Regions from separate parts of the Mus musculus genome. Here regions 1, 2, 3, 4, 5 and 6 are each linked to region 7. The links are chromatin contacts, called in public Hi-C, HiChIP or PLAC-seq and promoter capture Hi-C maps. All regions are on one chromosome and are shown on one strand. The core of a region is the stretch at or near the end of the contact, and the rest is flanking DNA. Distances in the headings are between cores, read along the strand shown.

The links. Promoter capture Hi-C pulls out the DNA fragments that hold promoters and counts their contacts. Hi-C and Micro-C count contacts between places; a contact is called where the count stands out from the background. HiChIP or PLAC-seq counts read pairs in DNA pulled down with a chosen protein or histone mark.
Region 1: a contact with region 7 is called in an H3K27ac HiChIP or PLAC-seq map of T-cell acute lymphoblastic leukemia, with 4 times the contacts expected there. The contact joins the enhancer-like site here to the promoter of Ddx52 in region 7. A contact is called at or near these places in 17 of 39 promoter capture datasets (the 3T3-L1 cell line, 3T3-L1-derived adipocytes, the C10 cell line and 11 more), 1 of 15 datasets of contacts at CTCF or cohesin (large pre-B cells), 28 of 484 Hi-C or Micro-C datasets (B cells, the BV-2 cell line, the CH12 cell line and 18 more), 13 of 115 datasets of contacts at active chromatin or transcription factors (CD8 T cells, the NIH/3T3 cell line, T-cell acute lymphoblastic leukemia and 8 more) and 2 of 9 other capture datasets (adipose tissue and liver).
Region 2: a promoter capture Hi-C map of pre-B cells shows a contact between it and region 7, with 7 times the contacts expected there. The contact joins the promoter of Taf15 here to the promoter of Ddx52 in region 7. A contact is called at or near these places in 18 of 39 promoter capture datasets (the 3T3-L1 cell line, 3T3-L1-derived adipocytes, the C10 cell line and 13 more), 7 of 484 Hi-C or Micro-C datasets (B cells, CD4 T cells, cortical neurons and 3 more), 16 of 115 datasets of contacts at active chromatin or transcription factors (the SCID.adh cell line, T-cell acute lymphoblastic leukemia, acute myeloid leukemia and 13 more) and 3 of 9 other capture datasets (adipose tissue, liver and macrophages).
Region 3: a contact with region 7 is called in a FOXA1 HiChIP or PLAC-seq map of pancreatic cancer cells. The contact joins the enhancer-like site here to the promoter of Ddx52 in region 7. A contact is called at or near these places in 11 of 39 promoter capture datasets (the 3T3-L1 cell line, 3T3-L1-derived adipocytes, the C10 cell line and 8 more), 2 of 484 Hi-C or Micro-C datasets (embryonic stem cells and liver), 7 of 115 datasets of contacts at active chromatin or transcription factors (the 230-238 cell line, bone marrow-derived macrophages, forebrain and 4 more) and 3 of 9 other capture datasets (adipose tissue, embryonic stem cells and macrophages).
Region 4: an HNF4G HiChIP or PLAC-seq map of pancreatic cancer cells shows a contact between it and region 7. The contact joins the promoter of Ccl9 here to the promoter of Ddx52 in region 7. A contact is called at or near these places in 11 of 39 promoter capture datasets (the 3T3-L1 cell line, the C10 cell line, the SN4741 cell line and 7 more), 1 of 15 datasets of contacts at CTCF or cohesin (large pre-B cells), 7 of 484 Hi-C or Micro-C datasets (B cells, cerebral cortex, cortical neurons and 4 more), 8 of 115 datasets of contacts at active chromatin or transcription factors (the NIH/3T3 cell line, acute myeloid leukemia, embryonic limb bud and 4 more) and 3 of 9 other capture datasets (adipose tissue, liver and macrophages).
Region 5: a promoter capture Hi-C map of trophoblast stem cells shows a contact between it and region 7, with 2.7 times the contacts expected there. The contact joins the enhancer-like site here to the promoter of Ddx52 in region 7. A contact is called at or near these places in 16 of 39 promoter capture datasets (the 3T3-L1 cell line, 3T3-L1-derived adipocytes, the C10 cell line and 11 more), 11 of 484 Hi-C or Micro-C datasets (B cells, conventional dendritic cells, cortical neurons and 6 more), 5 of 115 datasets of contacts at active chromatin or transcription factors (the 230-238 cell line, bone marrow-derived macrophages, embryonic forebrain and 2 more) and 1 of 9 other capture datasets (liver).
Region 6: a contact with region 7 is called in a Hi-C map of B cells, with 1.7 times the contacts expected there. The contact joins the promoter of Ccl3 here to the promoter of Ddx52 in region 7. A contact is called at or near these places in 6 of 39 promoter capture datasets (the 3T3-L1 cell line, 3T3-L1-derived adipocytes, hippocampal neurons and 2 more), 1 of 15 datasets of contacts at CTCF or cohesin (large pre-B cells), 2 of 484 Hi-C or Micro-C datasets (B cells and the C10 cell line), 3 of 115 datasets of contacts at active chromatin or transcription factors (bone marrow-derived dendritic cells, effector CD8 T cells and memory CD8 T cells) and 1 of 9 other capture datasets (adipose tissue).

The regions. Positions count from the first base shown.
Region 1 is chr11:83,549,271-83,552,762 of GRCm38.p6, forward strand. No RefSeq gene overlaps it. Among named protein-coding and RNA genes, the nearest start is that of Ccl5, 20 kb to the left of the region's middle. Within about 2 kb of position 1,556, at least 95 of the 459 cell types and tissues checked have an H3K27ac peak or open chromatin away from gene starts, as enhancers often do. A contact at or near this core is called in B cells, CD8 T cells, the CH12 cell line and 8 more, where this site is marked.
Region 2 is chr11:83,471,425-83,474,953 of GRCm38.p6, forward strand. It overlaps Taf15 (TATA-box binding protein associated factor 15), which reads left to right and starts at 1,684. Exons shown (of 16, transcript NM_027427.3): 1 at 1,684-1,782. The coding sequence starts at 1,776.
Region 3 is chr11:83,515,372-83,519,108 of GRCm38.p6, forward strand. Heatr9 (HEAT repeat containing 9) reads right to left here. Exons shown (of 15, transcript NM_001045543.2): 3 at 3,735-3,737; 4 at 3,339-3,465; 5 at 3,063-3,119; 6 at 2,800-2,856; 7 at 1,744-1,801; 8 at 1,247-1,377. The region is part of intron 2 of Gm32650 (a long non-coding RNA gene); the gene reads left to right. Among named protein-coding and RNA genes, the nearest start is that of Gm23247, 3.9 kb to the right of the region's middle. Within about 2 kb of position 1,945, at least 5 of the 459 cell types and tissues checked have an H3K27ac peak or open chromatin away from gene starts, as enhancers often do. A contact at or near this core is called in pancreatic cancer cells, where this site is marked.
Region 4 is chr11:83,576,721-83,580,707 of GRCm38.p6, forward strand. It overlaps Ccl9 (chemokine (C-C motif) ligand 9), which reads right to left and starts at 1,916. Exons shown (of 4, transcript NM_011338.2): 1 at 1,669-1,916. The coding sequence starts at 1,744.
Region 5 is chr11:83,493,674-83,497,132 of GRCm38.p6, forward strand. All of the region lies in intron 7 of Taf15 (TATA-box binding protein associated factor 15), which reads left to right. Among named protein-coding and RNA genes, the nearest start is that of Gm32650, 17 kb to the right of the region's middle. Within about 2 kb of position 2,003, at least 11 of the 459 cell types and tissues checked have an H3K27ac peak or open chromatin away from gene starts, as enhancers often do. A contact at or near this core is called in embryonic stem cells and trophoblast stem cells, where this site is marked.
Region 6 is chr11:83,647,235-83,650,807 of GRCm38.p6, forward strand. It overlaps Ccl3 (chemokine (C-C motif) ligand 3), which reads right to left and starts at 2,144. Exons shown (of 3, transcript NM_011337.2): 1 at 1,968-2,144; 2 at 1,335-1,446; 3 at 609-1,109. The coding sequence starts at 2,043. The coding sequence ends at 1,019. It also overlaps a transcript of Ccl4 not described here.
Region 7 is chr11:83,940,619-83,944,301 of GRCm38.p6, forward strand. Ddx52 (DExD box helicase 52) reads left to right here and starts at 1,472. Exons shown (of 15, transcript NM_030096.2): 1 at 1,472-1,646; 2 at 2,625-2,823. The coding sequence starts at 1,560.

The DNA of each region.
Region 1 (3,492 bases), core at 306-2,805, 390 kb before region 7:
TTTATCTGTATTGAAACTTCACTCCACAAGCTTGTCATCTAGGGACTATTTTCAAGATTGGGGACAGTGAAACTGAGAACATAACAGATTTTCCCAGAACGTAACAGATTTCCCTGTGGTAAATAGATCAGGGTTCCAATTTATCACGCCTCTCAGCAACTGACTAGTACATCCACTCTTTTCACTTGTGATTCAAGACTCAGCCATGACTCTTGGTTTGGTCAATCGGCTAGTTAAGTACATGCACAGACGAGACTGCATCTCTCAGTGTCTCTGTTAGCACCACAGAAAGGTAGGCCTTGGCTGGCCTGCTGGTCTTCAGCACACTAGCTCTTTTGGCCACGATTAGTAGAGCTCAGGTCAGGTTTAGAGGGTGCGACCTGGGGTCAAGTGAGATGAATCCTTTTGTACACTGGGGGTTTGCAGTTGCTAGCCTTTATGTCCTGAGTGATGGGGCTGGGATTTGAACTGAGGTTTGTGTGATACGCACTCTTGTGCTGTACACCAGTGCCTTGTGGGAGATGTGTGCGAAGGCAGCACATAGCTCTCTGGCTTCCATCCTTGCCTGTGCTGTGTTTCGTGACTTCTGTGTGTAACCCACCTGAAGAACATTGATACTGGAGTCTGACGTGGGGGGGGGGGTGATTGGCAGTGGGGCAGGCTACTCAGCATTTGTTTTCCTGGATGAGCAATGCATTAAAGCCCAGTCTATATTTTTAAATCACTCAAGCAGGTCTATGGTAGGCTTCAGAAGTAAGAGTGGTTTTTCACAGTTATTTATTTGTATAGCACAGCATGTGGAAGTCAGAGGATAATTTTCAAAAGTTGATTTCTCTCCTTCCATCATGAGAGCTCTAGGGATGGAACTCAGGTTGTTAGGCCTGGGGGCAAGCGTTTCAACCCCCTGGGCCATCTCACTGGCTGGGCTTTTGTTTCTTACAGCTTTATAGTTCCTCCCTGGTGATGCCCTTATCTCTGTTGCTTGAGGTTGGGTCTCACTTCCTGTTGAGTCATTTTGGATCTTATCTTGGACAAGTGAGTATGGGGGTGACTCTGTGAGTATGGTGGTGACTCTGGAGATTCTACCGCACTGCTCTGATGAGTTTCTGTCTTTGTCTCACCAGACCACAAGCTCGGGTTCAAACTGCACCCTGTCGTGGATAGCGGCTCAGATCTTGGTCTATTTCTTTCGCTGCCAAATGCTTTCAGTCTAACTGAAGTTTGTTTGGTTCAAGCCAGAAGCTTAGACTAAGTGTGTACAAAGAATTTGGGATTTCCCCTCTGTTGGCTTCTCTTTTCTGTGGTTCCCCTCTATTCTCCAGTGGTGACTGTTGCTCCAGGTTCCTTCCTTTGGGCCACTGTCCAGAAATACCACATAGTTTCTACTAAGGTTTTAACGAATTATATCTACCCTCAATGGCAGCTTTAATTGATGTCACATTACTAGAGATTTTTAAGGTCAAAGCCTGGATCCCGGTTACCCCAACAAGCTCTCAAGACACCCGGCTAAAGAGGCAAGCCATTCAACAAAGCAGAGCTCATGGAGGCTCACAGAGACTGAAGCAGCGATCGTGGAGCTTGCGTGGCTCTTCTGCACTAGGTCCTCTACATATATGATACGTGGCTGTTAGCTCGGTGTTGTTGTGGGACCCCTAGCAATGGGAGTGGGGTGTCTCTGACACTCTCATCTCTCACTCTTGGGACCCTTTCCTCCTATTGGGCTGTCTCACCCAGCCCTTACATGAGGGGTCATGCCTGGACTTACTGTGTCTTTTAGGCCATGTTCAGAGGATATTCCAGGAGGTCTGCTCTTTCCTAAAGAGAACTAGAAGAGGAGTGGAGTTAGGGGAGAGGGGAGGTGGAGTTAGGGAGAGAGGAAGGAGTGGAGAGAAGGGAAACTGTGGTCGGGATGTATTGAAAGCAAAACAGAGAGAGAGAGAGAGAGAGAGAGAGAGAGAGAGAGAGAGAGAGAGAGAGAGAGAGAGAGAGAGAGTCATAATGAAAAGCAGAGAAAAGCTGGACGTGGTGGCGCACGCCTTTAATCCCAGCACTCAGGAGGCAGAGGCAGGCGAATTTCTGAGTTCGAGGCCAGCCTGGTCTACAAAGTGAGTTCCAGGACAGCCAGGGCTATACAGAGAGACCCTGTCTCGAAACCCCCCCCCCCCCCCCACAAAAAAAAAAACCAACAACAACCTACTCTCTTAGTTAGGTTTTTACTGCTGTAAAGAGACACCATGACAGGGCAACTCTTATAAAGAACATTTAATTAGGGTTTAATTGAATTAGGGCTGGCTTACTGGTTCTAAGTTTCCATTATCATCATGACATGAAGCATGGCAGCATCCAGGCAGGCATGGTGCTGGAGGAGCTGAGAGTTCTACATCTTGTTCTGAAGGCAAACAGAAGACTGGCTCCCACGTCGCTAGGAGGAGGGTCTCCAAGCCTACCCGCACCGTGGCACACTTTCTCCAACAATACCACACCCACTCTAACAAGGCCACACCACCTAATACTGCCACTCCCTAGGCCAAACATATTCAAGCCACCACACCTGCCAAGTCGTCCTAACTCAGGGTTTCCCCTTTTCCCTTTATGAACTGTCATTTACCTATGGGCTACTTCTGTCTCCTCTTTAGCCAGAGGCAGTCATTTGGCCCTCTGGGGCAAATACCCCTTCCCTCCTCTCCCTTGTTCTTTTCCCCTTCTCCCTTATTCTCTATCTCATGTCCTTGTCTCTTATTCCCTGCCCTCTGTCCCTCTGAGGTAAATAAATCTCCTTTGTGCTGAGGACTTGGTCTCGGTGTTCCTGTGCTGACTCCGATCCTTTCACTGTTTGCATGTTGTCCAGCTGTGATCTTGCGCGCGCTTGACTGGCCAGGAAGAACGACGCTGCAACAGGATCCTTCCGCACACGTTTATTGGGAGAGCTTGATTGCAGAGGCAAAGAGACCCCAAGCCCAGAACTGGTGCTGCTTATATATGCCTAGGAGAGGCGTGTCTCACATCTGATTGGTTAACTTGTCTCTCATCTGATTGGTTAACTTTGGTTAATTCTCAAAACCTCATCTTGGCAAAAGAACCTTTACTGCCTGTGTATGTGTGGTGGCCAGCAGTAGCCAACTGCCACTCTGTAACTGCCACTCTGTAACTGCCACTCTGTAACTGCCCCTCTGTAACTGCCACTCTGTAACTGCCACTCTGTAACTGCCACTCTGCAATGGCTTCCCACACTGTGAGCCTCTGTTTTAATTACCATCTACTTCCAGAAGCCTCTCTGAGGAGTTGAGTGGCGCGCTAATCTATGGCTATAGCAATATGTCATTAGGGCTCGTTTTATGACTATGTTTATTTAACAGAGTAGTAGTAGTAGTAGGTTTTTCCCATGGCCTATCTTGTCTCAGGTCCTTAGCCTCAGAGCCAGAAGAGGGGAAGCTCCCAGATGAGTATCAATTCGATTTCTCCACGTTCTGTAATGTAAGGATGTGGTATCCT
Region 2 (3,529 bases), core at 434-2,933, 470 kb before region 7:
GATACAATGAGGAGAAAGGACCTCATGCTCTTTTCTGACCTGAAGGTATCAATTCTGAACTTACCCTTTCTTTGCTCCATTCTAGTCTTTTCCGCTTGGTCCCTGTCACAGTGCAGGACACCTCTATCTGGCCATTTCTTGCATAGGCTTTCATGGCCTCCTAAGTGTCTGTGACTTCTGCACTTCCCTCTGCAGTTACTTTATGAGTCCAGTGCACTGCGATCTCTCTCACTAGCATTATTATTAAGCCACTCAAGTGATCTTCCTGCTTAAAATATTTTGTTTTAAGACAAAAATAAAAAAGGCCCTCTGCAGTCCTGTGTGTCCTGGAACTCACTATGTATACCAGTTTGGCCTCAAATTCAGAGGTCCTCCTGATTCCACTTTCTAGTACTGGGCCATGCTACCTCAATTGGTTTTAAAAATTATCAGTGCTGGGAATTGAGCCCAGGGACTCAAGCATGTTAGGCCAGGCTTGGATCACTGAGCAAAATTCTTAGTCTCGCTTCTCTCTCCCACTTTTAGGCACCTCGCAACTCCAACCTATTCTTCATTCTACAGCTGGAAAATACATATCTAATCTCCACCTTTTGAAGTTCTCTAGTGGGTGGATCCACCACCTTCAGGACAAAGTTCAAACTAAGAGGCCTCAGCTATATACCCTCCTACTTTTCTGGCAAGTTCAACTTTTCTCCCCTGGAGGCTACACTTCAAACATATCAAATTACTTGTTCTACACCAAGTCTGGACAGATCTTTTGCCCAATTCAACTTGAATAACTCATCACCCAGGTCTTCGTTCAGGTGTCACTCACTCGGGGAAATGTCCTTGCAGATTCTCGAGTTTTCCAAGCCCTTTTCCCAACTGAGCTTACTCTACGGCTTTCCGGTAAAACCCCTTAGCAACAGGGTCTGGTTACCAGGCTTCAAAATTCCACCTTTGCCCTTGGTTAGCCTCAGGCTATCCGGCTGTATCCGCAACTGGGGGAAACTATTTCATCAGTCTGTTGTGCGAATTAAATGAGATGATGTAAGGCGCTGACAATTTAAGAGTTAGCTGTTACAGAGGACTAAGAAAGATCCATTCCCGTGTCTCCTTATTCCCGGAGCCAGTTATGCGCGTGACTTAGACTGAAGTCACATTTTTGTTCTGGTCTCACTTCGATTTTTTTATTGGACAAGGTGGTTATAACAGCCCCGGAGGCGATCAGGTATGGAGCTTGTCACGACTTTCGTTCCGCTCGCTGCCCAGACTCGGGACGCCCCCAAGTGGTTCAAGTTCTGCAGCAAGAGCCCGAGCGAGGCCGACCACACCATTCCCGATTTTAAAGGAAGAATCGACTTTCCCAGGCATTAAGTTCTTATTTATAAAAGGGGAGCCTCGTCTTTCGCTTCATAGCTTCAAAGTCTACCAGACCCGGTAAAACTAGAACTGGGGTTGTGAATGGGGCGGAGCGAGCTGGCTCGCTTTCCTCCCCTAGCCCCAGGAGGGCATTGGTACTTTCCTCTCTCAATTCCCTCTCAATAATGGTACGGTCGCGGAGGGGAGATCCGGGAGGACTCTAAGGCTCGGCGGAACGGAGTGGCGTGGAATCACCCCTCCGGCTTCGGCGCAGTGGTATCGCCTGCCGCGCGCTGATTGGCTGCCGAGGGCCCGCAGTCGGCCTCAGCCCGCCGCGCCGCCCTCAGAGCAGCTCCAGCAGCCGCGCCGCCTGGCTTTTCGTTTTCCTTGTTCTCCGCGGGCCGTGGCGGGGCTCCGCGCCGCGGCTGTTAGTCATGTCGGGTAGGTGACTCCGTCAGCGAGCAGCGGCAGCGGCGAGAAGGGGTCCGGTGGGTTCTGGCCGTCTTCCCGCCCACCGGAGGGCCGCGAGGGAAAGACTCCGGCCTGAGGGAGGCTGGGGTGGGGGGAGGGAGGGGGGCGGCCGCGTCGCCGCCATGTTGGACCGGAGGCACGCACGCTCCCAACGCTCCCTGGCTACAAATCACGGCGGGAGCGCCCCGGAGCTCTTTTGATCCTGCCCTTGGAACCTGGGGAGATGAGCAGCTCCCCGGGGAGGGTGTGTGTGAGTTGGGGGGGGGGCGGAGGCCCGTCTACGCCATCGTAAGGGCGGGGGGAGCCGAGATCTGAGCATCAGCCTGAGGACTGGGGGCTTCGGGTCCTCCGCGCCGACTCAGATCTCTCAGCGAGGCCTCCGGCCGGTCGTCTCGCCACCTCGTTCCTCTGTTTCCCCATCCGAGAAGTGGAGCTGGGCCTTCCTGACTCACCCATTCATCAGGTGGGAGTCTTACGCTCTGGGAGCCCTTTTCGAAGCACTTTGCCTTACCCGAAGTCGCGCTACGGTCATTCCCTCTGCTGTAACCATTGGGGTTGCGGGGCGGTGTTTGTTTATTGGGCTTCACCTTTGTACTCCCTCCTCCACTTGTTAATCTCCTGAACTTAGAATTAAGCCTTGCCAGTTACTGACGAGCACTTTTAGGTCTTCGTGGCATTTCCCTTAAGACTTTAGAGACCAAGGACAGCGTCTTCCTCAAATTAGTATTTATAGAGGCCACTGCTGTGTGGAAGTGAGGCTTTCCCCCCTCCGGACAGGCAGTCTGGGTCCTGTTAAACCAGAACTTAAAAGTCCTCTGAATTCTAACAGTTCCAGTTGACCACATAAGGTCCTTTCTTTGGGCTACACTTACAGGTGGCAAAGACAGACCCAGAACGAGAGTTCTTTACTTCTGAGGAAAACATTGCCTAAAGCCATATGGCTGAGATGACATAATGACTTTGGTAGTTTTTCACCTACTTATGAGAGAAAGGATCTCATGAGGTATCCTTGGCTCAACTGGAACTCGATATGGAGTCCAGGCTGGCCCCAAACTCACAGATCCACCTAACCGCTGGCACTAAAGGTGTGCACCACTATGCTTGGAAGATTTGCCCTTTTATTAATTAATTGGCAATCCTTTTCTAAAGGTTTTCCCAGTCCACCTGGAGGGATGTGTATGATCAAATCTGCAATTGGAGAAGATTCAAAAGGAGCGAGAAAGACGGGACAGAGAATGATGGTCTTCCCTCAGATTAGCAATGATACTGAGGAGCTAGAAATCTCATCTTTTTGGGTAGGGTACCTGTATGGTGGAAAAAGCTAGGCTGAAGTGAAGTTAGCTCTTTTTAAATTCTGCTTTTTGTTCAAACAAGGGATTATTAGTTCCAGAGGAGAAATTGGCATATTTTTTCCAGGTAAAGGTCCAGAAAAGGATGTACAAGTGCATCCTTAGGAAGGGTATATGTAGGTTAACCGTGACTTAGAAAATTAAATAGCTCTCTTCATGTAGGAATTACCAAGATTCAGTGTAAGCAGTGCTCAGGGATTGTTTGGGACAGGATCTTCCAGTGTGTCCTAGGCTGGCTTTGAACTCATCATCTTTTAACAGCTTCCTGAGTGGCATTGCAAGCTTGCTACATTTGGTCCACACTGTTGGTTTTTTATTGTAATTATTTATATAAGACAATGACATTTTTATAGGACTGAGTAATTTCA
Region 3 (3,737 bases), core at 695-3,194, 420 kb before region 7:
GGGTGAAATGAGCAACACCGAGTCTCCAGCTAGCCTTCTTCACCTTTTACTTTTTTTTTTGAAGTAGGATCTCCTTTTATAGGTGATCCCAAACTCAGGATTGTCTTGCCTCAGTCTCACTAGAGCTGGGATTTCAGGGTGGTGCTGTCATACCTGGCTCAGGCTTCATGTTTTCTAGAATATTGCTTCCGACCCTTCTCTCTAAAGTAAGCCTGATGCCATCCCACGATCCCCCCTTACTTTCTGCTGTCACCTTCTCTCTCCTAAGTCATCTCTTTAGAGTGAGCTTTTTGAAAGGAACATTACAGTTTAAGAACTCTCAAAGTTCCTTACATAGAGTTAAGAGCCCATTACCTAAGAAGCCCACTAAGCCACATATACTCTAGTGACTAGACCTTCATTTCCTGTTGCTTTTCTTTCTGTTCCACTTCAACAACTGTCTTTCTTGCTGATCTTTGGCCAGGCCAGCCATGTTTCTGCCTTTGGGCTGACCAGTCTTTCTGTCTGGAACACTTTCTCTCAGGGATCTATAAAGCATCTTTATGCCTTTGTTCAAATATATTGTTCACACTGGACCTTCCCTGTCTACCATGTCTAAATTATAACCTGTCCGTTCACCCTACACAGTGATCTTGGTGCTCCTCCCTCCCTGCACACTTGTGACTTCTAACATTCTATAAACTTTTGTAATTAAATTGTTTTGTGAGTCTCCTCTCCTTTCCTCCCCCCTGCCACCCACAAGCCCTGTTGCCTGTTTGGTTTATTGATATATCCCAAGGGACCAACAGTGTCTGGTGCATGATAACTGTTTAATACAAATTTGCAGAATAAATGGATGAGTAACCGATTCTATTTTACATGAAGTACTGTTGGAATTAAAGAACCAGGGCTCTAAAGGGGGGCATAAGTGAAAGCTGTATCAGTGGACTTTTAGTTTCTGCTCCTTTGTGACAGGCATTTTGCTTCAGTGGTCTGTTTTCGAGGTGATGATAACGATAGCGCCAACTGAAAGAGTACAGACAGACTAGTTTCTTGCTGAATCCCATTTAATGATTTCAGCTTTACAGAGCTTGTCTGAATAAATCAGCCTATACTCTCACTCAACTTTAGAGGGGACGTCACAAGGGCAGTGTCTTCTATTAAATCTGAGACTTAGGCAGCCTTCTTCCACACTCAACTCCCAACCAAAATTACCAGTGACTTTGACCTTCTTTGCCCCAATTATGGATTCTCCATTCTCAGTCACCTTGTTCTTAGGCATAGCAGCCCAGGAGTTCAGCGCTACTCGTAGCCCCACCAGGGTCTCCAGCCTTTGACTTTCCTTGTGTTCCATCAACTGTTTGATGAAAGCCTTGATCACAGACTTATCCAAGCAACCTGGATGAGGAAGGTGTTCAAGTCAGGGCAGGGCCTTAAGGACTGTTCCTTTCGGTAAGGACCTATTGAACACCACTTTACTCTTAAGACAGGAGGCCCAACAGGGGTTGCCATTCTCCCATGAGATCAGAGAGCTGGCTAAGCATGAATGCAACTTCTAGAGCCTTCCCTGTCCCTCCCTCTACTCTATCTTTTCTTTTCATTCTATCTTCTCTTTGCCCAACAGTGCCCAGGGTGGTTCCCAGACTCTGTAGCATGCTAAGGTTGGAGTGCAGTCATAACCCCTTTCCTTCCACTCATACCTATAAGAACAAAGTGGCTTTACTTTTGTCCCTCCCCAACTCCCTACAGAGAGTGAGAACATACCTAGGCTGGCCAGGGACTTATAGGCCTCGTTCTTCACTTTTGTTGAACCAGTTTGAGCCTGATTTAAGAAGGAAATAGTGAAAACACACCATAAAGAAATAGATTTGTCAAAACCTCAGGGATTGTTTTAGTGTAACTTCTACAAAATAGATATCAGAGAGCTAGAATGTGACTTATTTGTGGTCACACAGAGTACACATGCAGGATGGTGCAATGGAACAACACCAAGCCAGTGAGTCAGGCTTCTGTGCACATGCACATCTCTGTGTAGTATTGTAGTCACTTGGCCTTAGGCCAGCACATTGTGAGGAAGAAAGGAAGGAAGGAAGGAAGGAAGGAAGGAAGGAAGGAAGGAAGGAAGGAAAAAGAAAGAAAGAAAGAAAAAGAAAGAAAGAAAGAAAGAAAGAAAGAAAGAAAGAAAGAAAGAAAGAAAGAAAGAAAAGGAAGGAAGGAAGGAAGGAAGGAAGGAAGGAAGGAAGGAAGGAAGAACAGACCAACATCAACCATAGCAGGGACACTTAGGTTAGCATATGTAAGCCTGGAGCAGGCTTTACTTAAATCAGAATGAGCTCAGTCCCAGGACAGTATGTGTCTCTATGAGTGGTGATAGAACCCAAAGGCCTAGTATATGCTAGCCAATGCTTTACTCCTGAGCTATATATAGCCTCAGCCCTTAGTGTTTCAAGATAGGGTTTTGCTATGCAGCCAAGGTTGGTCTTGAACTTATGTAGCTAAGGCTCGAGTGGAACTTGTAATCTTCCTGCCTCCATCTCCTGAGTACTGGGTTTGCAGGCATGGGCTAAGCCTGGCTGCGACTCCAGCTCTTTTCTGGCTTTTCAATTCAACGTGTTTTCATAGACAAGAAGGATCTTCAGATTCCCACTCTCAAATTGCCGTCTAAGGAGGCCAGGGACATGACTACCGCACAACAGTGGACCTGACCTTTCCTGGTGCTCTGGAAGGTCTTGCGCCTTGTGCCCAGACTCCTATCTTCCCTCTCCATACCTCAGACCCTCTTTTCTCATTCCCTGAATTCCATGCAGACCCCAGACTCACCACCTGCCACAGTGCTTCCATGACAAACTTGTTACTGATGCCCAGGTGCCCTAAAGCCTGCAGGAAGAGGGATAGAAGAGAGGGAAGGGGAATCCTTGGACACCAGCTCAAGAATTATCGTGTTCTGCACACAGCTAGACTTTATATCTGGGGTGTCCCTGCCACCTTCCAGCCACCTCTAGCTTGTTTCCCTTTCCATCTCAGTACCGCCCAGGAAGCTGCCCCTCCAATTTACACCCCCCCCCCAAGCCCATGCTCCTCACGTAGGCTGCATAGCACTGTTCATCCTCTTGTGGGGAGTTCAAGCCGTTGGTGAGTTCCTGCTCATCCAGGGTGGGCCAGTTGAATGGAAGAACAAAACCACAGGACTCCAGTAACCATAGACTCCAGTAAACCGATCCCCCATTTCCCTTCCTTCCATTTTTCAGGGAAGGACCCAGGGCTGAAGGGTAAGTAGTGTGAACCCGAGGTAGCAAGTCCAAGGTAAAGTATTCTCAGGAAGGGAGTGCCCGCATTCCTTATCCCACCATGATCCTGACCTTTAACCTTTGCCACTTCAGGGGGTCTTTGGTGGGATCTAACAACCCTGGTCCCTCCTTAGGTTTTAAAGTCAACTTGCTGATAGAGACATGGAGGTTTGGCATTTGGGCACTGTCTTTGAAGTACCTGTGTAAGAAATTGTATAGACAGCCATAGTCCCCTTCCTCCCCTCCTCGGGTTACATCCCTACCTCTGCCACAGAGCCTCAGCAATGAGACCAGAGCAAGACTGATACTCAAAGACTGATACCCACTTGATGGAGTTGCCCATCTAGAATCGCAGGGTCCTCTCTAGCACTGGACTTGTCCCACTCCATTCCAACCCATCCTGACTCTCCCCTCTTTTCCTGGAGGAGTTGGGAAGGTGTGAAGAATACAGAGATGGGCAAAGCACACCTT
Region 4 (3,987 bases), core at 666-3,165, 360 kb before region 7:
CTCCTAATAGTCCACATTTATATAAATGCCTGATTAAAGGACACACTGAAGAAAAAACCATCAGGGATGTTGAGTGACATCCAGCAATGTATCACTTTTTAAAATCCATAATAATCCTTTATCCCAAATATATCGAAGCCCAAAGATTGTTGCTAAAGGATTGGGAATTTGCATTGTGCTAAGACAAGACTACTAATCCCTTATATCATGTCTTCAATGGTTGCATATGAATTATCTGTAGTAGGGTGCACGGCTATTATTTAACAAGTTTGATGTGGTGTGGGTGGCTTCCAAAGTAAATCTTAAGAAGCAGTGCCTGTTCTTGAACGCATGATTACTAATCTGCCTCTTAGTCTTACCCATCACTACTCATGCGGTCTTACATTATTGAAGGCTGTTCCAATTCTCTGTTTCAGTTATCTGGTTTGAAAAGTGAGCAGGGCAATAATATATACAAGGCTTGCTTGTCTTCTAACTTCTTCTTTTTCTACAAGAATGATGCATTTCCATTTGTCCCACCCCTCAGGGATGCCAGAGGAAGAATGAATCAACATCTGGACAGTTGAGCAATAGCTAACTCTACTAACTGTATTTTGTTTTCTGCATATTATGGTATTCTGGCATACTTAAAATCCTGACCACAGGGAGGGGCTAACTGCTTCTTAACCAACTCTCACTGAGCCCAGCACCCAACCTTTATCATTCTCAAACACCATGTTGGTATTTCCCTTGCCCTAACTCTTCCTAAAGCTAGATCCTTAAAGACCATCCATATATACAAAGTCTGCTCGACTTCTTCAGTCTAGGAAATCTTAACTGAACCCTGCATTGTGCCCTTCCTCTTTTCCAGTATCTCCAATAAAGAATCTGACACAAGTTTCTCTATTTCATTACTTATGCCTCCTGGCCTAACTCCAATATTCTCCTTGGCTCTGTGAGACATGATGTATCTCTCCTCCTTAGAAAAGTTGAGGAATACATTCTTTTATTTCACAGGACCTCTCTGTGTTGAGCCCTGGTCACCTCCATAAACTAAAATATCATAGCTTCAGATGAAATGGTGACCTTGGATGAGCCATTGGCCTGACTGGTCCCAATGCCTTAAAAATGATGGTTCTATACTAGCTGACATCTAATAACTCTAGCATCACAGAGTTTTATATTCATTTCTACAAATGTATGCTTTAATTATAGTTATTTCGATCTAACTACAATGTCAGCTAGGATTGGCTAGGAAAAGTTATCAAATAATTCTAGCTATGAAAAAGGAAAACATTTGCTTCTCCAAATGGAAGCAAGCCATTTGTGTACCAGCTTCCAGACCAGACCCTTCCTAATGCTGCAGCCTTTTAATACAGTTCCTCATGTCGTGGTGATCCCCAACCATAAAGTTATTTCATTACTACTTTATAACCGTAATTTTGTTACTGCTATGAATCATAATGTAAATATCTATGTTTTCTGATGGTCTTAGGCAAGCCCTGTGAAGAGGTTGTTTGACTTCCAAAAAGGGTGGCAACCGGTAGTTGAGAACCACTGATCCAGGGGCTATAGCCAGAGGCAGGTCTGTACTAAGTAAATTCCATTGCTCTGTCTGGGATGGAAATTATTAAATGCTGCCCCTTCTGGAACTCCCCCCAAATTTTCAGTTACCACCACAGGACTCACCATGTGTGATCTGGGCCCAGATTCCAAGAGCAGTTGTAAGAATGAGGAAGGAGAGGGCAGTATGAAAAGGCTTCATCTTCTTAGTGGGCAGACCCAGCTGGCCTTCAGACTGCTTGCTGTTCCTGGCCCGGTCTTGCTATTTATACATGTAAGAGGATCAGGAAGTCCCTGGGGTACAGCTCATAATGCCCTCCTTTGACTACATAACACCCAACATGCTAGTTCTAAGAGAGGGAACAGTGTGCAGTGGGAAGTGGAGGGCAAAGGTGACTTGGGGCTTTCCAAAGTTCAAATTGATTCAGAGAGAGTAAATATTTCCAGAAGGATTTCTCCTTTTATAAAATTCATTCACTCCTTTAGCTCTGGCCACAGGGTGGGAGTGAGGGATCCTTCTAGACCCCTGATGAGAGGTTAGCTTGGAGGACGCTGGCTTATGCTCATTGACAGCTGACCGACAGATATAGATTATAAAAGTAAACTTATATGTCTTGCCAGAGATATATAAAATTGTTGTCAACTCCTTCTTTAATTATTTTTCTTTAATTTTTAAAGATTTATTTTATATCCATGTTTTGCCTGCATGTGTGTATGTCTACCACATACATGCAGTGCTGTGCAGGTCAGAAGAGGGTGTTAAATTCCCTGGTACTAGAGTTACAGATGGTTGTGAGCCATCATGTGGATGCTGAGAACTGAAGCCAGCAAGTGTCCTTAACCGCTGAGCCAACTCTCCAGCCCCTTTAGATATTTTTAATATACTTTAACATCAGAGGAAAAAAAATCTTTAGAACGTCTGTCAGAAGAAACATCTAAGGCTGGTTGGGGTGGTGTTCACCACTTGGTGTCAGCACTTGGGAGCCAGAGGCAGGTGTGTGTGTGTGTTTGAGGCCAGTCTGGTCTACACACTCAGTTATCCAATCTCCGTGAGTTTGTGAATGTTTGCTGTTCATTTGTGGTTTTAGTCTGATGTGGTCAAATAGAATAGGAAGAGAGGGCTAAAGAGCCAGCTCACTGGTTTAGAGCACTTGTTGCTTTTTCAGAGGACCCAGGTTCAGTCTTCGTGAGTTTCATTAGCCTCTTTCTATCAAGGGAGGATCCCCTTTCTCCTTGAGTTATGAAGGAGCCCTTTGCTGGCAATACTGTCCTGGGCTGGAGGTTCATGTCTTCCAAAGCTTGAGGAACGCCTCTCCAAGCTCTCTGTTACGCTGATGGACATCTCCTGACACATGACTTAGTGGTTCTCTCTTGATGCTTTTTACACATTTTCTTTGTTTTGAATACTTAGTACTATAACTTTAATTATAATATGACAAGAAGAAGTTCTTTTTGGGTCTTGTCTCTTTGGTGTTCTAAATGACTTCTCTATTTGATTAGATGTTTCTTTGCCTAATTTAGGAAATTTTTTTTGGCTATGATTTCACTGGAAATGTTTTCTGTGCATTTGGAAAGAACTTCACTCTTTTATATCTGTGATTATTAGACTTTATCTTCTCCTCATGTATTAAATAGCCCAAAGTCCAACTCATGCCTTTTCATTAATTCATCTTTTTCCTTGACACTTTCTGCTCCCAGTGCCTTGTCTTCAAGCTCAGATATGCTGTCCTTTTCTTGACTGATTCTACTGGTAAGGCTTTCTGCAGAATTTTTAATTTGACTTAATTGTATTTTGGATCTCCAGTAGTTTGCTATGGTCCCCTCCCCCAATGGTTCTATACCCTATTTACTTCCTCCTACTTCCTCTTCCTTCCTTCCTTCCTTCCTTCCTTTCTTTCTTTCTTTCTTTTTTCTTTCTTTCTTTCTTTCTTTCTTTCTTTCTTTCTTTCTTTCTTTCTTTCTCTCTCTCTTTCTCTCTTTCTTTCTTTCTTTTTTTCTTTCTTTCTTTCTTTCTTTCTTTCTTTCTTTCTTTCTTTCTTTCTTTCTTTCTTTTTAGATTTGTATTTATTTATTATATACAAGTACACTGTAGCTGTCTTCAAACACTCCAGAAGAGGGCATCAGATCTCATTACAGATGGTTGTGAGACACCATGTGGTTTCTGGGATTTGAACTCAGGACCTTTGAAAGGGCAGTCAGTGCTCTTAACCACTGAGCCATCTCTCCAACCCAACTTCCTTTTTCATATCATGTATCAAGCTCCTTATTTAATCCAGGTGTTTATGTTCTCTTGGGATGCTCCTTTCATGCATGGAGATGGGAGAGGAGGACCAGTCAAGCTATAAACTCTTGCTGGACAGTGGTGGCACACGCCTTTGATCCCAGTACTCAGGAGGCAGAGGCAGTCAGATTTCTGAGTTTGAGGCCAGCCTGGTCTTCAGAGTG
Region 5 (3,459 bases), core at 753-3,252, 450 kb before region 7:
TGTGGTTTTTGAATTTGGAAGACCCATATCTTCATAATCTTTTAAGTTTCTTTATGTGGGGATACTGAGCCAATTAAGTTGAACATACCTATGTGTCTTAAATATCCCTTAAAATGTTCTTGGGGAGTTCTTTATGTGTACTTTTTGCTTCTATGTCTGGGATTGAAAACAAATTTGCAACATTTTGACATAGTTGTTGAAATATTCTTCTGTCTTAAATTGCTAGCGAGGCCTTAATATGTAGAAGAAATGACTTTGACTTAACTGCAAGTTTGAAGGAGAGACTATCCACAAGAATATCTCCCTTACTCCTTGAAGTCTATTTCTGTAGTTAATACAGTAAATTTCCTAATAAAGGAATTGTAATATAGTTAATATAAAGCTTACTTAGGGAGTGAGAATGATTGAATGACATTTGAATGTACAGGTAAACATTAGGATGGTATTTCTTAGACTTAAATATATATAATGTGTTACATGGGGATCTTACTAAAATGCAAATTACCATTTTCTGCGAAGCTCTTGGGCTATGTTTATACTTATACTTACCCTTTGAATAGTAAGGGTATAGGACTGAGTTTTGTAAAAAAGGAAACTCAGCCTTAATGTTATATATCCTTTTAGAGGATGCATCTTTTAAAAAATACTTTTACTTATGTGTATTTATTTTTTTGTAAATATTTGCCATGTGGTGGTGCCCACAGACAGAATAGAGTATTGGATCCTTTGGAGCTAGAATTGTAGGCAGTTTTATTGCAACCACTGAGCATGGGTGCTGGGAAACTGAACTTGGATCTTCTGAACGAGCAGCAAGATAACCATTGAGTCATCTCTATCTTTTTTTTTTTCCTTTTAAACAGTTAACCCCAGCACTTGGGAGGCAGAGGCAGAGGCAGGTGGGTTTCTGAGTTCGAGGCTAGCCTGGTCTATAGAGTGAGTTCCAGGACAGCCAGGGCTACACAGAGAAACCCTGTCTTGAAGAAAAAAAAAGAATGGAAATGAGTCTCCCTTACACATAACACTGTATATTTTTCTTTATTGTGGGCCAGATCAGCTGTTTTTTGGACAATATAGCAATTAGGGTGTAAACCCCCCCCCCCCCCCGACACACACACACACACACACACACACACACACACACAACCCCCCCCCCGACACACACACACACACACACACACACACACACACACACACACACACACGGTTTCTCTGTGTAGCCCTGGCTGGACAATATAGCAATTAGGGTGTAACCCCCCCCCCCCCGACACACACACACACACACACACACACACACACACACACACACACACACACACACCACACACACACACACACACACACACACACACACCCACACCCACACCCACACCCACACCCATGCATGCATGCACCATATACAAGGAAAAAAGTTTTAAGAAATGTGGGCTTGATATTTTAATTCTTGTCTGTCACTGGGGTTCTAAGGTTCATTTTTGAAGGAACCTTGGTTTCTAATACAATTTTCAAGGGGCTTGGAAAATAGACCATTTAAGCAAGCATGAGACCCCAGTACTGAAAAAGAAGGGGAACATTTTATTTTCAACAATTTAACCTCTGCTTGTTTATGACAAATGTACTTTAGAGGAGGAAGCAAAAGCGTTGTGGTAAACTTTATTTGGGGGTTTCTACCCCACCTTAATCATTTAGTTCCAAATAAAAAAGACACAAAACCTTTATGTTTATAATAAGCCTTAAAGCATTAGAACTGGGCAGATATCAACCCTCTGCTCTTTTGTCTACTTTCCTATCAGTAAACACCCCCCCTCTCCAAATACCATTTGCAATGTTACACCTGGGCCACTCCTACCGCCAACAGGTGGGCCTTCATGGCTATGCACTCAAGTTATACTTACCCCATGGCGCTTTCTGCCTTCTTTCTGCTCACTCCTAGTGGACTCTGTCTCAGACCCCAAGCCCAGGAACCTAAGCTTACTACTACCTCTTTTCTGCCCAGCTACAGGCTGTAGGCATCATTATTCAACAAGTAGTTTTAAAGAGCAAGATTTGCATAACAAAAGCTGGTATACTTGAGAATTCACTTGTCTTGAGGCAATGACCTTGGGATAGAGAATTTAGCAGTATCTTACGTGGCAAAAGGCCAAACCTCAACACAAAAGGATCAGGAACTCAAGTTCATCTTTATCTAGGTAGCAAATTCAGGACCATCCTTATCCTGTCTCAAGAAACTAAAACCAAAATAGTAATGAGTAGCTTCTCTTTCTTAAAGAGGTAGCAGTGATAGACCTTTCAGTTAAAGTACAGGGAAAGTTTAGGTACTGTGCTAAAACAGTAATTTTAAATACAAAGCTGTATTTATGAAGGACTTCAGTTTAGTATGGTCTACATAGCCTTGAATGAACCTTATTCTCCTGCTAGAAAGAAGGGTTTTCTGGGACTTATACAATTTAAAAGCAAATTAAAACACTTGTGTCTGTCCTAAGTTGATTGCAAAGCAAAATGTTTTTATGGTAGTGTAATTAAAAAGAGAAAGCTTTCTTATTTAGTTAGTTTTAATTGGACAATTCAGAAAAGCCATCTAGAGTTGGGTAGTCCCTAGAGCAGAGGTTTGTAAGCAGATAATAAATAGGTTAGCTGCTAGGATCATGATAGATGAGCAGCAACTCAGATATAATCTGAAACTGTTAGTTCCTTATCAGCACTTGTGTTATAGAAGGTTTTCACTTGAGAATTTTGGGGTCTTTTTTTGTTTGTTTGTTTGGTTGGTTGGTTGGTTGGTTTTTTGTTTTAATTACTTGGTTAGCATGAGCTGCTTAGATTTGTTACATAAAACCTTATGTGTACAAGGATCATTGACTTAACTGACAGTATAAATTTGTCAAAGTCATTCTGTGGCTTTGCATCTTTCACATATTTTGTTGGTTTGGTCTTTAGACCATTTGGCAGCTTGAACCTCTGCTGTGATAGGAAAAGATCTCATATTAAAGTGGATCATGGAGAGAAGTTTTGAGTTTAGCTTTTTTTTTAGTCCTCACTTTTTATCAGTCTTAAGTTTAAAGTTTTAAGACTATCTTTATTCAGACTCATTTTTTAAAAAAGTTTATCCCTTTAAAAATTAATAAAATCCATAATTTAATATCACAGCAGAATCTGTCTTCAAGTTTTTACCTTTTCTGTTCTGCTATCAAAGTCTAACTTTACTTTTTATTCCTCTAGTCTTTTAGTTTTTTCTTTCTTATATTTAAAAATAGTCCTAATACTCTAATTTCATATTTTTCATGCTGTGCCTGCAGCTTTAAGTTATGGTTTGAGTAGTAATCTTTTGGCTTGGGGTTGGGAAGATGAATTTTTTTTAACATAAAAAGTAATATTAGATGTGTTATAAATGTGAGAAGACAGCTTGTGGAAATAAATCCTTGGGAAAGCACTTAGATTGAATCATTGAACTCTGAAATGGATTTA
Region 6 (3,573 bases), core at 894-3,393, 290 kb before region 7:
AGGTTAGAGCCCTTGTGAACCAATCACTTCCCAAAGGCTCCTCCTCTGAACCCTGCTGTACCTGGGACCAATCCTTTGATGCATATGTTTTCAGGGGATGCATGGCATGGTGACATACTCCTTTAATCTCAACATTCAGGAGGCAAAGGCATGCAGACCTCTGAGTTTCAGGCCAGACAAGGCTACATAGCGAGACTGTATCTCAAAACAAAACAAAACACTAATATCAAATGGACAAGGTATAAAAATAACACCAAGTTTAGGGTAATCCTCAAAACTGTTCCTAAGAAAGCTTGATTTGTGGTATGCATAACTAATACTCCATTGGATGATAAAATTATTTAAATGGTGACTTTTTATAGTGAAGGTTCATTATGAGTTGATTCACAAAATAGTCACCATTTTAGGGTTCCAGATCCACATTTCCATTATGAAGTGGAGAAGTCTACTCCATGGGAGTCTCCCCATTCTCCTCTCCCCACCCCTTCCAACACACTCCCAACTTCCATTCACAGCTTCCTATTCTTTGCTGTTATTCCTCTTAACCAGTAAGTCTGACTTTCCAGAAAAATAAAAATAAAATAAAATAAAATAAAACTCAACACCAGTCACTTGTTAAAGGGCATATTTATTACTTCTCTGGTATAAACAAAGCATCTATTGTACATTTGTCAGTTCATGACTTTGTCATCATGTCTACCTAGAATAGCTGTCACCAAACAGTGTGACCAACTGGGAGGGAGATGGGGGTTGAGGAACGTGTCCTGAAGTCTTTCAGAATAAATAGTCACAAATACAAGTATGACAATAAAATAAATTACAAAATTAAATAGTATTAAACCAATAGGATTAAATTAAATAAAATTTCAAGTGAAGAGTCCCTCGATGTGGCTACTTGGCAGCAAACAGCTTATAGGAGATGGAGCTATGCAGGTGGCAGGAATGTTCCGGGGCTCAAGCCCCTGCTCTACACGGGACCCATGGAGGTTTGGGGGGTTCCTCGCTGCCTCCAAGACTCTCAGGCATTCAGTTCCAGGTCAGTGATGTATTCTTGGACCCAGGTCTCTTTGGAGTCAGCGCAGATCTGCCGGTTTCTCTTAGTCAGGAAACTACACAGAGAGAGGTAAGGGTCAAAAAACTTAAATATCCAATGGGAGAGTCTGACTTCCTCTGTGGTTTCTCCATCGCTCCCGTCCTCTCACTGGCACCCTTTAGATGATCCTGTGCTTCCCTTTTTGTGACTGCACCCCCGCCCCCACCCCACGACTGAAAAACCCTCTCTTACACTGTTCCTCACCCCACTTTATCAGGAAAAGCACGAGAACAGAACTTACATGACACCTGGCTGGGAGCAAAGGCTGCTGGTTTCAAAATAGTCAACGATGAATTGGCGTGGAATCTTCCGGCTGTAGGAGAAGCAGCAGGCAGTCGGGGTGTCAGCTCCATCTGTAGGGGAAGAAAGTCATCATTGAACAGGGTAGGACACCTAAAACAACTTAAGAGGCGAGGAAGGTGCTTGGGGTGGGAGTTGGAAGGCTAAGGATCTGAAGGCATTTGGGCATTTGGGACCAGAAATGTCATTGTTTCTGTCTCTGTTCTATCTATATTTTCACTGTGGGCTTTCTCTTTCTCTATGTGTTGCCCTGTGTCTTTCCCACAGCTTTCTCTAATACCAGAAGTCAGCAAAGAAGACACCAGAGCATCACCATAAGACATCCCAGAGGCAGAGCTCCTTAAGAATCCCAGGGCTGGCTAGTAAGTACATGACAACACTATCCTTACTGTGATTTCAAGTTCTGGGTACCTATAAAAGGTTAGACCCTTCCACACCATAGAGAGGAAAATAAAAATCTCAAAGAGAAAGACCAGCTTCTTTTCTCTTGTAGACTCTGAAACCACAGAAAAGACTGCTATGGTCTGCCTTAGACCAGAGACTGGGGACACCTCCTGTAGCAGTGTAGACTCACATGGCGCTGAGAAGACTTGGTTGCAGAGTGTCATGGTACAGAGAAGAACAGCAAGGGCAGTGGTGGAGACCTTCATGATGTTGAGCAGGTGACAGAGGGTGAGCTTGTCAGCAGAACAGAAAAGGGACTGGTACTCGCTGCTGCTTGTATCCTTCTGGTGTCTGAAGCCATATGCCCCTTCTCTTATAGGTAGCCCTAGCAGATGAGGAAATGGAATCCGGGGCTGAGGAGGGAAAATTTTAAGCACAGCAATGGTGTCATGATGGATATTACACAACCCAGGGTCCACAGTGACCACAGGGGCCCAGGATATCTAAGAATAGCATCTCTGAGATATAAGTCTCAGCTCTCAACTCGTGACCTATTCTTTCTTCTTGTGGGGAAGTAGTTTCTCTTATGAGCAGGAGGAGGTAGGACAGTGTCAACCCAGGGCTATTCTTAGCTGGTCCCATCTCATGAGAACCGTTCTGTGAATAAACACTCCAAACCCATTCCTTGCCATGGAACGGAAACTCTCGTTATTTCTCAGCTTCTCTAACCACATGGAAGAATAGCTGTGGATGGTGGCACAACAGCCCCTCCTACCACCACAGTGAGGGACTGAGGAAAAGCATCTCCAGCTCGAGCAATGGGGAAGACGCGGTCACATTTAAGACATTTGTCCAATCATCAGCCGCAAAGTGACTAGGCCACTGGGTTGAACATTAGTTGTGGATCATAAAGATACTTCAAGTGTGGGCGTTAATATGTGAGAAGCCTAAAAATATTTTTTCCATTAAGCTAGAAATAGCCTTTCTAGGAAAGATTTTTGGGGAAACAACCCAAATGTAAAGCCATCTCTAAATATTGAGACAGCTGGTCCATTGTCATTATAACTTGAAACTAAAGAAACAAAACCTTTCACTATGAAAAAATTATAAATTAAATTATAGTATATACATTGGATTGCTTGTTTATGAAGCTCTTAAAATTAAAATGACATAAGTACACTCATAACATTGGTGATAAAAATATCAAGAAACATTGTACAAGTTTTACAAAGTGAAGAATTCTACAAATATCTGGAAATATACAGTTTTTCACACCAAACCCAGGCATTATAAATAAATAATACTGGAATTTTTTTTTAAAAAATCACTAAAAATAAAAACTTTAAAGAATTATTAAAACTTGTGAGATGGGCCTGTGAGTGGTTAATTTTCTTATATTTTGAGATTTTTAAATTTTATTTGGTGAGATATTATCTTCCTGTCCTCTCACATACTCATGTACTCACTTAGTTTAAAGCATTTTCAATATCACTAGTTTAAAAGTAAGCAGTTATCCAGTGTTTTACTTTTAATTGCTTTTAACTTCTGAGACAAGGTCTCACTAGGTAGTCAAAATTATGATCCTTCTGCCTCAGGCTCTGGAGTGCTAGGATTACAAGTGTGTAGCATCATGTTTGAAAGAAGGTGCTTGTGAGTGTGCATGTGTGCATGTGTGTGTGTGTGTGTGTGTGTGTGTGTGTGTGTGTGTGTGTGTGCTTCATGTATGTGAGTGTGTGTGCATGCATGTGCATGTAGAGATGCAAGACTGATGTCAGGAACCATCCGCCGTCGATGTT
Region 7 (3,683 bases), core at 222-2,721:
ACTATTTATAGAGAGGGAGTAAATATATTTAAAAGAGTAAGATGTCCCCACTGTTAGCTGTAAGGAGGAGTCAGGGAAGAGATTTTCATGACATCTTATGCTCACTCCACATCTGCTCTCCTCGAGAATGAAAGTCTCACTAGAACTGAACTTTCCCCCTCTCCTCTCTATATCATAGATCTATCCACAAATGATATGGACATATGATGTTTGAGTCTATGCATTGTATTATTTATATTTTGATGTCTCCCAGTTTTGTTTCTCCAGCCTTCAGTCCTGAGCTTCAGACTCTTGGGTCCAAGTACCTAATTGGATGTCTTCACTTAATCAAGTAGAGATCTACATGTCTACAAACGTAACAATTCCATGATTCTCATTCTCACCAAAAGGCTGCTCTTCCTTTCTTCTTAGTTCAGTAAATGGCATGCCATCATCCCAGCTCAAACCACAATATTTAGCTACCTCTGGATCCATTTCCTCACCCTACACAAACTCCATCAGGTACATTAAACTCTATATCCAAACTGTAGCCCAAATCCATCCACATTTGAATAGCTATCAACCCAGATAAAAGCAACAGCTACTTTAGTCTCCATTTCTACTCTTATCTGTTCCATGTCCCTTCTCCAAATAACTCCAAATAATCATGTATGGCCCTTTCACGAATTCATTCATCAAACATTTATGGAAAGCAAACAGAACCAGGGATACAATCATAAAGCAAAAATAGATCTTCATGTTTGTGGACTTACATTCCAGAAGACAGGTTATACAAAACTTAAAAAGTCGAGTAGTTCAAACACAATGAGAATGAATCTAAAAATCAAATGGGATAAACTAAGATAGTTGCTCCTTCCATGAATTTTGGTTTTGCAGCATGTTTAGATTAAAACCTAAATACTTCATCATGCCCTTGTTACAGCGTTGAGACCTGGTTTGTTTGCCCCTGTAAGCTTAGCTCCAGCTACTCCAATTTTCTTTCCTTTCTTCATTTCTTCCTTCATCCCTCCCCCCACCCACCCCCTTTTCCTTCTTTCTGTGGCACTGGAGAGCAACTCAGATCGGCTTCTGTTCTAACAAGGTTTCAGATCCGTTTCCTTCTTCAGATGGGTTTTCTCTTCCCTGGAATGCTGTTCCCATGTCTTGGGAAAGTGGCCCCTTCTCAGTTCAAATTTGATTGAATTTAACCAATCTAACTAAACTAGCTTCTACCCCTTCTCAACCCATCACAGCTTTTAATTTGCCTCACGATGCTTTCCATTTTCCTCAGTTACAGTAACTGGTTAATAGTATCTCTGTCCTTTCTAAACGGTAACCGAAAATGCAGAATATTGGCGTGTTGCTCATCAAACTATCACTAAACGTCTAGCACACTCCCACGCACAAGAAGCGTCGATTTTGGATTTTGTGAACGAATTCCCAGCTCACACGTTTTCCACGCCTATCACAGCCAGGCTCCGCCTCCTGGAGCGACTTCCGCTACGGCCTGTGCGGAAGCAGTCGCGGATAGAAAGTGGTAAACGCAGGCGCCGGGAGGCCGTGGGGCCTTCTGGGTAAAGATGGATTCCTACGACCTGTTTCGCCGGCTTGGAGCCGGCGCCAAGTTCGACGTGAAGCGCTTCTCAGCAGACGCTACTCGATTCCAGGTACTTTCTGTACGCGGGGAGCCGCGTGACCGAGAAGGGGCGGGATCCGGAGATTGAGACCGCCGCCAACCGGGCAGCCGGCGCGCTGGAGACCCCGAGGCCAGGCTCCGATCACCCCCAAGCATTTCCCTCCTGGGATTTAGCTTAACCTAAGATTTACCCCAGACTTCTGAAGGACTGTTTACTGAGCCCCGGTAGACTCAGTTGAGCCTGGCACAGACATTTTGATTCCCAGGTATCTTACTTTACTCACAAAGTTGGAATCCTTTCCGAGACCCCTCTTAGAAACTAAGAAAGCACGCTTTCACTGTAAGCTACCCAAGTTTGACTTAATGTACAGATAGCTGTACTGCAGTGGAGAGTTGGGGTGTTTTGTTTTGTTTTTTCATCACTCTAACCAACCACATTTTAAGTAGCCAACCAAAAGTGTGATCCTGATATGCGGGGGGTTTCTTAAAGAAGTAGTGAGCATGAAAGGAAGTCAGTTGGGACTCACTTGTGAAACATTTTAAACATAAGCCTTACTGTAAAATACAGCCTTTGTGGAGGGTGATGTCTGTGTTTCTTCGTCCTGACTGCAGTGTTGTGGTTACATTTGAACCCTGGAGCAGGGATTTCTGGGATCAAATGCAGGGCCTGCTAGTGAATACTTCTGAGATCTTCACTAAGTTACTTGCTGGTGCCTGGATTTTTTTTTCCCCTCTTCTGTCTCACTGCTATTTACCTTGTAGGGTTGGTGTGAGGATGAAGTAATTTAATATCTAATAAATATCCTTGACGTGTAGTAAATGTATATAAATATTCATTGTTGTTGTTGATAGGATTCTGTTTGCCTAAACACACTACTTAGCTCAACAGAATCTTGTTTGAAAAGGTTAAAAAGGCGAATTACTGAACCTGCGTCCTCCGTACAGCCAGTCACGGTTGGATGGAAACAGTTCTGGCAGTAAATTTCATTTAAAACTTTTGGGGTTTTAGGTAGGAAAAAGGAAATTCGATTCCGAGTCTTTGGAGGTCCTGAAGGGACTAGACTTCTTCGGAAACAAGAAGTCCGTCTCAGATGAATGTGGAGCATTGCAAATACACCAGGAGCCCCCAAATGAGGAGAAAACACAAGGGGTCCTGTTGGAAAGGAGTAAGGAGCCCAAGAAGAAAAAGAGAAAGAAGATGACTTCAGGTTAGTATTGGCTTAATGCTCATTTTTTTTCCAGTTCCAAAACGGTGCAAGCTGGTAAGTCAGACAACACATACCTAGCAACCTTTGTTGATGCCATCTGGATTATACCTAGGTACTGGCTGTTACTTGCTACTGCAATGATGGTCATGCATAGCCTTTTGGACAGGTGTTGCTATTTCTGGAGAATAATAATCCTAATGTGGAGGTACTCTGTGAAAAAATATGTATCACTTCCTTAGAAGTTATGTCTCAGTGAAATTAAAAATTATGTCTTAATAATGCCACAGAGGAGATGGAGAGATGGCCTAGCAGTTAAAAGCACTGACTGCTGTTACCGAGCATACAGGTTGAATTCCCAGCACCCACATGGCACTTTACAATGCCTATAACTTTAGTTCCAGGGTATGGAATGCCTTCTTTTAGTTTCCCTGGTTACCTGGCATACATGTGATACTCAGACAAAACACTCATACCCATTATTTAAAAAAACAAAAAACAAAAAAAATCAATTAGAAACCTGGGCATAGTAATACTTGCCTACAGTTTCATCACTCTGAAGTTGGAGGAGGGAAGATCTGTAGTTCAAGGCCAGGCTAGACTTTGTAAAAAACAAAATATTCATTGAAGATCTTTGCTCACTACTCATAGAATTTTTTTTTTAGATTGTTCTCACATATTTGTTCTACCATACAAACATTAAAGTTGGCTAATCTAGTCATTAAGACAGTCAGGTCTACTTCTAATTGAGCCAGTGTTGACAGAAACAGGAAGAACTGCTGTTTCTATGATGTGGACAGCTCTAAGCATAGTAATTTCATTGCTATTGCACATGAAATCTTCCTCTATTACAGTAGTTTCTA